2 separate regions of the Ovis aries genome follow, and region 1 is linked to region 2. A link is a contact called in public Hi-C data. All regions are on one chromosome and are shown on one strand. The core of a region is the stretch at or near the end of the contact, and the rest is flanking DNA. Distances in the headings are between cores, read along the strand shown.

Region 1 (4,334 bases), core at 1,438-3,937, 210 kb after region 2:
GCCACCCCCTCGAGTCTCCCGTGGGCAGGAGAGAATGGAGGGGAATATGCTCAGCTCCTCGCTGCAGCAGCCATCCTCCGGGAAACCTTATGTGCCCCCGGGACAGCCGCGGATGCCCGGCATCGGGAAGCTGCATGTCCCCCCCACCCCCCCAAGGAAAGCATGTGGAGGAAAAGGACCTGCGGGTGGAACTCAGAGCCGTCAGGGGTGGTCGCTGTGGGAAAGGGAATTGATTTTTTTAAAGACCTGTCCTGACAAAGTTTTACTGTTCGCAGAAATCCTCACACGCTTTCCAGAAATCCTATGAACAAGGGCTGACGGCTGAGCGCGCCCTCCCGGGGGTTGGAGCCTGGGGCGCCTGGGGCGCCAGGGGCTCAGTGAGGCCACTGACAGCTCGACCTGCCCGGACACAAGGGCTCGCGCACACACGCACGCGCCACACACAACAAACACACACACTTTCGCTTCTAGCCCGGTTACCCAACTCACTCTCACTACCAACCACCCCCATCCTTATTATCACTGGGGACGGGAACAGTGTTGTGGACACTTGTCCCCAGCCCGGAGAAGATGAGGATGATGTAATTAGTCATCTTCCTTCTTCCCCTTCCGCTCTTTCTGGGCGGGATAGAGTCTTGGGCCACCATATCTCCCACTCTCCCAAGCCCAAATGGTGGCCTGAAAAAAGGGGGGACCATTTCTCAGTTGGGACCAGGAGTCCCCAGAAAGGGCACAGAGGGTGCCCGGGGAAAGTTCCCCCAGGTCAGTCTCCTGGAGCAGTGCCTCCAGGCCATACAACCGAGCATCCCAGGAGCTGAGAGTGGCAGAGGGGCTTAGAAGGGGCCATAGTTACAGACTGTCGGGAAGACTTTCAGAAGATGTCAGAATTAAAGTTAGGAGTTGCTCTTCTCCGGGTGGACCAAGAAAAACTGAAAACTACAAAGAGGAAAGGAGCATCAGAGGAGAAATAAGATGATTCTAGGGGGAAATGTAAAGAGAAAAGGAGTTAAGAGAAGGGGAAAAGAGGAAAGAGGGAGAAAGTGAAGAAAGAAGAGGCAGGAAAGAAGGAAAAGAAGGAAGGAGAAGAAAGGGGGAAAGAAAGGAAGTGAAGAAAGGAAAGGAGGAAGAAAGAAAAGAAAGGGAGGAAGAGAGGGAGCAGGAAAGGAAGGAGAAGGAAAGAAAGTTTTCAAGTGAGAGAAAAGGGTAAAAAGAAAGAAAAAGAGGAGGAAGGAAAGGAAGAAAGAGGAAGAGAAAGCAAAGAAGAAGCAAAGAAATGAAAAAAGGCAAATAAATGACAGAAAAGCGGAAAAAAATGAAAGGAAAGAAAGAAAAGACAGCCGGCCAGAAAAGAAATAGCAATCACAGAAAAACACAGATATCCAACATCACGCTGGTGAGAGCCTCTTCTGGCTTAAAACAAAATGAAAACAGTCACAGACCAGGCAGGGTAAAGTGCCGGTAAATCGTGGGCTCCTCGCAGGCAGCTCCTGGCTCTTCGGCCGCAGGCAACCAAGACCTGGCGGCCGGGGAGCGCGGAGCCCCGGAGGCTAGCAGAGCCCAGCCGTAGACGCTAGAGCGCGGCTCGACCCCGCGGCGGCCACTGCCGCTACCGCCGCCCGGCTTTGCTGCTCGCGGCTTGCCTCCCCGGCCGCGGTCCCCCAGCGGTACCCACCTCTGCGCCGCCGTGTTGGCGTCCAGCACCCCGGCGCCCTGCATCCACGTCCGCACCGCGTTCATGCCGCTGCCCAGCGGCTCTTCCTTCATGCTGCTTCCACTCCGTTGGATGCTTTCCTGAATCCCAAACATGAAAACAACCTTTTCTTGTGGAAAATCTCCTCCCCCTTGAAAATTTGAAAAAAAAAAAAAAAAGGCAAAGAAAACGCCAGCCAGAGATTTTTTTTTTTTTTTTTTGAGTCGATGAACTCGCGCTAGATCAAGGCGGGCTGGAAAGCAAATTTTTAAAAAAATGTAAACCTTCTCTCAAAATTGAGCGATAACCCCCAAAAAGAGAGAGAGAGAGAGAGAGAGAGAAAAGGAAGGGAAAATCCAACAAAAAGACCAAAATAAAAAAAATAGAGATGTGTGCTTGGCTGTTGGGGGTTGTTTGGTTGGTTAATTTTTGGTTTGGGTGCTTTTTTTTGCTTTTTTTTTTTTTTTGCTTTTTTTTTTTTTTTTTTTTGTAATGATCACAGGCCGGTGAAGGACAGGAGGGGCTGGAGTTTCCTTTTGTAGAGGTACCGTTCACTTGAAGAAGCAGGAAGAAAAAAAAAAAAAAAAAAAAAACCCTGATGGCAATTTAAGAAACAATAGACTCAACTCGCGCTGCCGGCTTTGCTACTTCAAGTGTCATTTTCCACAACCAGGCAAGTTTTTCCTCTCTCTCTCTCTCTTTTTTTTTCCTCCTTCTCTCCCAACCAAAGATGTTTCTTTCCTTTCAGCGTGTATAGATGAGGAGGACGCTGGTTGCCGTAGACAGATACACCAGAGAGGGAGAGTAGGGTGGGGGGAAGGGGGAGGGGGTAGGGAAAGACAGAAAGAGGAAAGGAGAGGAGAGGAGAGGGAGAGAGAGAGAGAGGTGGACCCTGCTAGATAGAGATTCTGTTTTCTCCTTGCTAAAATAGAAGTGATTTGCAGGCTTTCCCTATGGAATCCAGTTTGACTCTCCCCAGAGCTAAACACAAGCACACTAACCCCAAAGGGAGGAGGCGGGGCCCGCGCCACAAGGGCCCGCCCCTTCATTTGCATAACGTCATCCTTCCGCCTCGCCGTAGCCAATCGCGGCCCCGGAGCCTCCGGGCTCTCAGCGCAGGGCCACGCTCCCTCATTAACATCCCTCACCGGGTGGCGCAGGGGAGCCGGCCAAAGTTATTTGCAAAGTGGCGAGCGAAGGATCGTTGAGTACCCGCGTCCGAGCTGCAGAGGAGCGGGGCTGAGCTGGGAAGTGCCGGGCAGAAGGGAGACAGAAGGAAGGGGAGGAGGATATTCTTCTCAGGGATTTGAGCTGGGGTCTGCATCCTGGCCATTGCAGTCCGCTTAGCATCCTCGCCGCGCTCTGAGCGCGCTCGAGGCGCACAGGCTTCGCCCTCCCAGGGTCGTGTCCTGCTCCGCTGTTCTGGGACGTCGGGGGCAAAAGTGGAGGAGACGGGAGAGCTCGGGCAGAGAAAGCAGGACGCGCATCCCAGGTGCCCACCTCTTCGCTTTGAGGAGGGGGTGGTGGGTTGGAAAAATGGGTGCGCGAGGTCGGCGCTGGGAGCTCGCGGAGGGCACTGCCTCCACGTTGGGAGAGAGGGGTGGACCCTGGGCCGGGGCAAGGGAAGCGCTGTGGATCCCCAGAGAGAGGTGGACCGGGCTTTGCCTCTAGTCAAGTCTCTGAAACACTTCTCGCTGGGCCGCTTGCCTGGAGACAGCCGGCGTTAGGCACTGGCCTCACGTGCTCACTTCTTTGGCGCATTCTGCGGGATGGATAGGTAAACGGTGGAACGAATGCTCTCACTGTAGATGTGCCAGGCTGCGTTTTAAAATTTTGCTGGCGTTCAATCCCCACCCTCTCATCTCCGCCCCCCAAATAGATTCTTCCCTTAGTGTAACTACCAAAGCAAAAACAACGTCTCTGATGAGTTACTTGGTGTAGGGTTTCTCTCTTCCTTGTTCTTTCTGTTAAAATTGGAGCTTGAACAAACCCTCCCCCAACTTCTGCCTCTGCGACCTGTCCAGAAAGAAAGATCTGGAGAAGGAGGGAATGAAGGGAGGGAAAGAGGGAAGAAGGAAGGGAAGAAGAAATGGTCCCCTACCTCAGATCTTTCAACATATATGGTTGTGGCTGGCAAAGGAAATAGCTAGATGTTTCTGGGTAATGCACCCCATCATTTTTTAGCAGGTTGTAACCTCTAATAAGCACATGGTGAACTTCTGTTTCATTGCTCTCAAAGGAACTCCCTGACTGCAGCCAAATCTGCTAAAGGCTCCTTCGGGGAAATTCTCTGCCAGAAATCCAGGTCCCCTTTCTGCCTGCCTTTCTTGGCCCTTTGATTTAGGAAGCTCATGGGGTCATTGATAGAAAAGTACATATGCCCATGTTGAATGGAATGGAGACAGGCAGAAGTTATGGTTTGTGCTCTTCACAGTGCAGGAAAGTGAGAGCCACTTCCAGACTAGTTGAAAGACTATTTCAGGCCTGAGGATACATGGCCACTGTCTTCAACACTGCTTTATCTCTTGTGCACAAAGCCTGCCCACTCTCATACCACTTAACTTGGACCACTTAATGTGCTGAGCTTTTTCCCTGGTACCATAACTAATGCCACTTCCTCCAAGATGCTCTTGAAGAGATCCAT
Region 2 (4,449 bases), core at 1,715-4,214:
TTAAGCCCTTTAGTCACCCAGGCAACTTAGGAGGCATTCGGCTGACTATTGAAAAATATTATTATAGCTTGGTAAGAAATAGAGGCTAAATTATTTCATTCCAATTAGGCTGTTCTTCCTTTAAAGGGACATTTGGGTGACCCTGTTACAATGATAATCGAATACTACAAACCCATGTGCACACACACCCCTTTTAACTGATATTTAATTTTGAAGCCCTCCTTAGACCTAATTCTAGGCTGCAAGCACAAAGTTTGGTGGCAATGCTCTCTTTGCGTGGATCCCCTTTCCAGTAATGTTCAGGAAGCCTCATCAGAATAATTAGGAAAGACGTCATTTCCGTTTATCGTATCTTGCTCTGGAAATAATAACTTCTGATGCCAGTGAAACCAGCAAGAAATAGAACTCAAATGCCAACCCCTGAGTCACGATGGAAAAGAACATGACCCCACGTGGCTGCTGTATGGAACCAAAACCAAGTGCAACTCTGTCAGGCTCTCCCTTCCAGACGGAGCTTGCCACTGCTCCTGGAAGAAGTTTAAATAAATTTGCAAGCAGAAAACAACCCAGAAAATACTAACAAATTGAGTACTCAAATGAAGAATCCAAAAACCATTTTCACTAGTAATAAATCACCTGCAATTTTCCAACTAAAAGCAGGAGCATATTGATCTGCTATCGTGTGGGGACAGACCTGTATGTATAACTATTAGCAAAAAAAGCAAAAACAAAAATCCGTGCATGAGCAATTGACATGGGGAGACAGAAGGACAAGAGAGCAAGGTATATTGGATAGATGGCAATGATCTCTGACAACAGAGCCTCCTGAGCCTTAGCTGGTGCCCAATTCTCTAAGAGAATATCTCCAATTAAGACACTAGTTTCTGGTGTTATGACTTCCATATGACAATAGCAACAAGAAAAAATGTTTACTGCACCCTTACTGTGAGCATATGTACAACTACGTAGGCTTCACCTCATCTCAAGTCATTATCTCATCTCATCCCCACGACAATCCTATAATGTAGGTGTATACTATTATTGCCTTCATTCTTCAATGAGGAAATTAAAGCTCAGAAAAGTTCAACAATTTGCTCAAGCGCATCCATTTCTACTATTAGCCAGCTTAAATTTCCTTCCTATACTTGAAAAATTCAATAAATGGATGAAAAACATAGATAACCATTATTCCAAATCTGAAACTAAAATCCGCATTGTTTTCTGTCCTGACTATAGTCCATGATTCACTCTGTTCGGATTCCTACCATCCATTTTGCTTCATTATGATCAGCTATGTCCCTTCTATTGCCAGAATGTTTTATGTGTAAATGTCTGACTAGGATGGTTGATCTGTCCAGTTATGAAACCTGGCACTTAAACAACATCAATGGTCGTAATGGTGAACATATAAACTGGAGGCACCCCATGAGTCTTCAATGTTGTCTTCCATAGCATTTGTAAGCGCACACACCCAAGGGAGAGTGGCATGCATCAGGTTGAGTTTGGGAAAGAAGCTGTCCCCGAGAGAGGCAAGTTCAAGTGGAAACACCCTTTGGTACCTCTACCTGAGTATTAATGAATGGGAGAAAAGAAAGTCACAGAGCAAATATGACAGAGACTCAATGGGAAGAAACTTACGTAGAAAAGCACATTACATGAAAGGCAAGGCTGAGAAAAATAAAATCACGTTCAAAAGTCACAGGAAGTTTGACTTTATTAATAAAGAGAGAAAAAAAATACAGAGAGGCAGATAATCTAGCACCTGACCAGCCCCAGTGTTTCTACAATGAGCTGTGAATGTGAGTAATTCCTAAAGTCCCAATAAGATTGTGAAACACTTAGGGCAAAGACAGGGCCACACGCCTTCTCTCTCTCTCTCTCTCTCAGAGATTCCACCGTCTGATCACCTCATTTAACACACACACACACACACACACACACGAAGATATGGGGGTGCGGACAGGTTCAATGACCAGCCCAAATCACACAACCCACTAGTGGCAGGAAGCTCATTCACCAGCAAGAATCCATGCCTATTGACTCCTTACCCTGAACATTTTTCTAACTGCCCAGCTGCCTCTTTTAGGGGGCTCTTGATAAACACTGCCAAGCTCTGGGGGATCTGAGCAAGGAAAGGAGGGAGGGTCTGATGTACCTTGGGGCTACTGACATGCTACATCATGCTGTCCCCCGCCATCCAAACCTAGCTCAAAAGAGTTTCACACAAGTGAAACAGCAGCTTTGGAAAAATGGGTAAGGATACAGTGAAAGCTCAAAGTTAATGATTTTTAAATGAGGAGAGCTAGATGGAAATGCAGAGGAAAGAAAAGCTTGAAGGATTTATTATCAATCTGACCATAAAGATGATCAGGCAAGATGAAAGATGCACTGTATGCATATATACACACTTGTATATTGCCACACTTGTATGCCCAGCACTGTATTAACATATGTACATATTTGTTCAACAGAATCCTTCAAAGTACTCTCCCTTAGAGTCATTTTCAGACATTTCTCAAACATGATACAGATCAAAATGCAATATACAAAGTCAGGTAATGTCCCCAGCATCAAATTAAAATAGCTAACTGGCCAACAGATGGCAGCTAAAGCAAATCACTGCCGATTTAAATAAGAACGGCATTCGGTTCAGTTGCGCACATTTTTCTAGACAGAAGTTGACTGCTAAATGAAATCAACTTCAGAGTGCAGTTGTTTGTAGTACGAAGGGGAAATTACAAAAATCAAAAATGCCTCCTTTGTTCCTGGAACCTGGGGTGATTCACAAGCACGGACATCCCCAGGTCTTCTCATTTTAAATCACTAAAGGTGGACATGTCATTCACCCAGGAGGTTATTGATTAAAATAAAGAACAGGAATGTTTTCTGCATGAACCTCACTTCTGCTGGCAATGCTGTATCGCTTAGATACTGAAAGGAAAGAAGGGGGGCGGGAAACAGCAGAGAGAGGAAGGGAGCAGTCACAGACTGGGGAATAAATAACACAAAGAAGCTTTCTGGCCTGAGGACAGAGGCAGAGGTTGGCATTATTTTACATTAGAAACACTTCGTATTCAAAACGGTAATTGATAGCAGTGAAGTGTTGGGGAAAAGAGCCACTTGCGTGCAGGCAGCCTGCCCTGCCAATCAAACTCAAGCTTTCTTTGAATGAATAAAAGCTTCATGGCACTATTATGCTGATACAGTCAGACAGGACTAAAGTAGCCTGTTTGTCAAGTTTATGTGCACTGCCCCAAGCTACTTAGATTCTGATGCTTAAATAATTCCCTCAAAATCGGCCACAATTTTGGATACAGTTTTTTTTTAATCAGCACAGTATAAATCTTACCTTGGAGTTGCCCCGCACTGGCCAAAGATTGGGGAGGGGGGCACAGGTCCCCCTCCTTTGAGGACTAAGAGAGCATTTGGCTGCCTTTTGTTTAGAATCTGCGGCGCTGGAGCGTTCCGCACACAGTCTGCGTGTGCTGCGGGCTGTCTGAAGCCTGCAGACATTTGCCAGATTGCGTATTCCCAGCTCTACAGGAAGTCAGTGCAGAGAAGTCTCTCCATTGCCTTCCTTGTCATCATGGATTTGGGGTAAATAGCACCAAACCTTGCCTGCTACTAACTGATCAATGAAAACTGAAGGGCCTGGGGGTTTTTTGCTCCCTAAAGGAGATCCCAATCCTCTGCCTCCAGTGGCACGGCAGGGCTCTGGGCACAGGAAGGATTGGAAGGTTCCAGGACCCCTGTACCAGCAACGTGGGAAGCCTGAGGAAGGTCTCTAGACACTGAGGGCAGCAGGGACCCAGGAAAGCTGATAAGGAATCGGTCCCCACTGCCTGCATAGGCCTATGTGCCTCTGCCTTCCCAGTTGTCTCTGCTTAAAAATGCATATGACAAAACTGTTTTGTATTTGCAAAGAAGGACTCGTGGGTAACAATGAACAGCAATTGGGCTGGAAATAGATTTATCAGGCTTCAAGGATTATTGTTTGCTGAGCGATGGTACACACATTACTATTTCACAGTTCAGCTATGACATTATTAACCTACTGTGCAAGGATTTTATTGCCAGATTGGTCCATTTATCAAAAATAAGAGAAACTCAAAACCCCATAAGGAAGTTAACATTTCAGGCAGCCTTGGCTTTCACTTAACACCATTAATCTATCTATTTACACAAGAGCAAGAAATGTTCATTTAGTAACGTCTCTCCGTTTGGTATAAAAGCTGCAAGATGGTACTGAACGCAAGCATGAGAATGTCATCCTCATTGTCACAGGAAAAATGAGTGTTTTCTCCTTAAAATGAGTTGGAGTCCCCAGAGCCTGCCACATCTTCTGGGCTGCCAGGTACTAGAAACTTGGTGCTCAACCAGTAAAGAGCTAAATCCAAGTATTGGAACATTTAAATGCTCAAGCTGGAAAGAGAGATGTGGAGAAAGGTG

What was found. Hi-C and Micro-C count contacts between places; a contact is called where the count stands out from the background.
Region 1: a contact with region 2 is called in a Hi-C map of hypothalamus, with 3 times the contacts expected there. The contact joins the promoter of EBF1 here to the enhancer-like site in region 2. A contact is called at or near these places in 2 of 16 Hi-C or Micro-C datasets (hypothalamus and tail adipose tissue).

What each region holds. Positions count from the first base shown.
Region 1 is chr5:68,272,835-68,277,168 of ARS-UI_Ramb_v3.0, forward strand. EBF1 (EBF transcription factor 1) reads right to left here and starts at 2,688. Exons shown (of 16, transcript XM_012178874.5): 1 at 1,673-2,688. The coding sequence starts at 1,806. It overlaps LOC121819668 (a long non-coding RNA gene), which reads left to right and starts at 2,862. Exons shown (of 3, transcript XR_009600725.1): 1 at 2,862-3,182.
Region 2 is chr5:68,058,792-68,063,240 of ARS-UI_Ramb_v3.0, forward strand. All of the region lies in intron 6 of EBF1 (EBF transcription factor 1), which reads right to left. Among named protein-coding and RNA genes, the nearest start is that of EBF1, 210 kb to the right of the region's middle. Within about 2 kb of position 2,965, at least 9 of the 54 cell types and tissues checked have an H3K27ac peak or open chromatin away from gene starts, as enhancers often do. A contact at or near this core is called in hypothalamus, where this site is marked.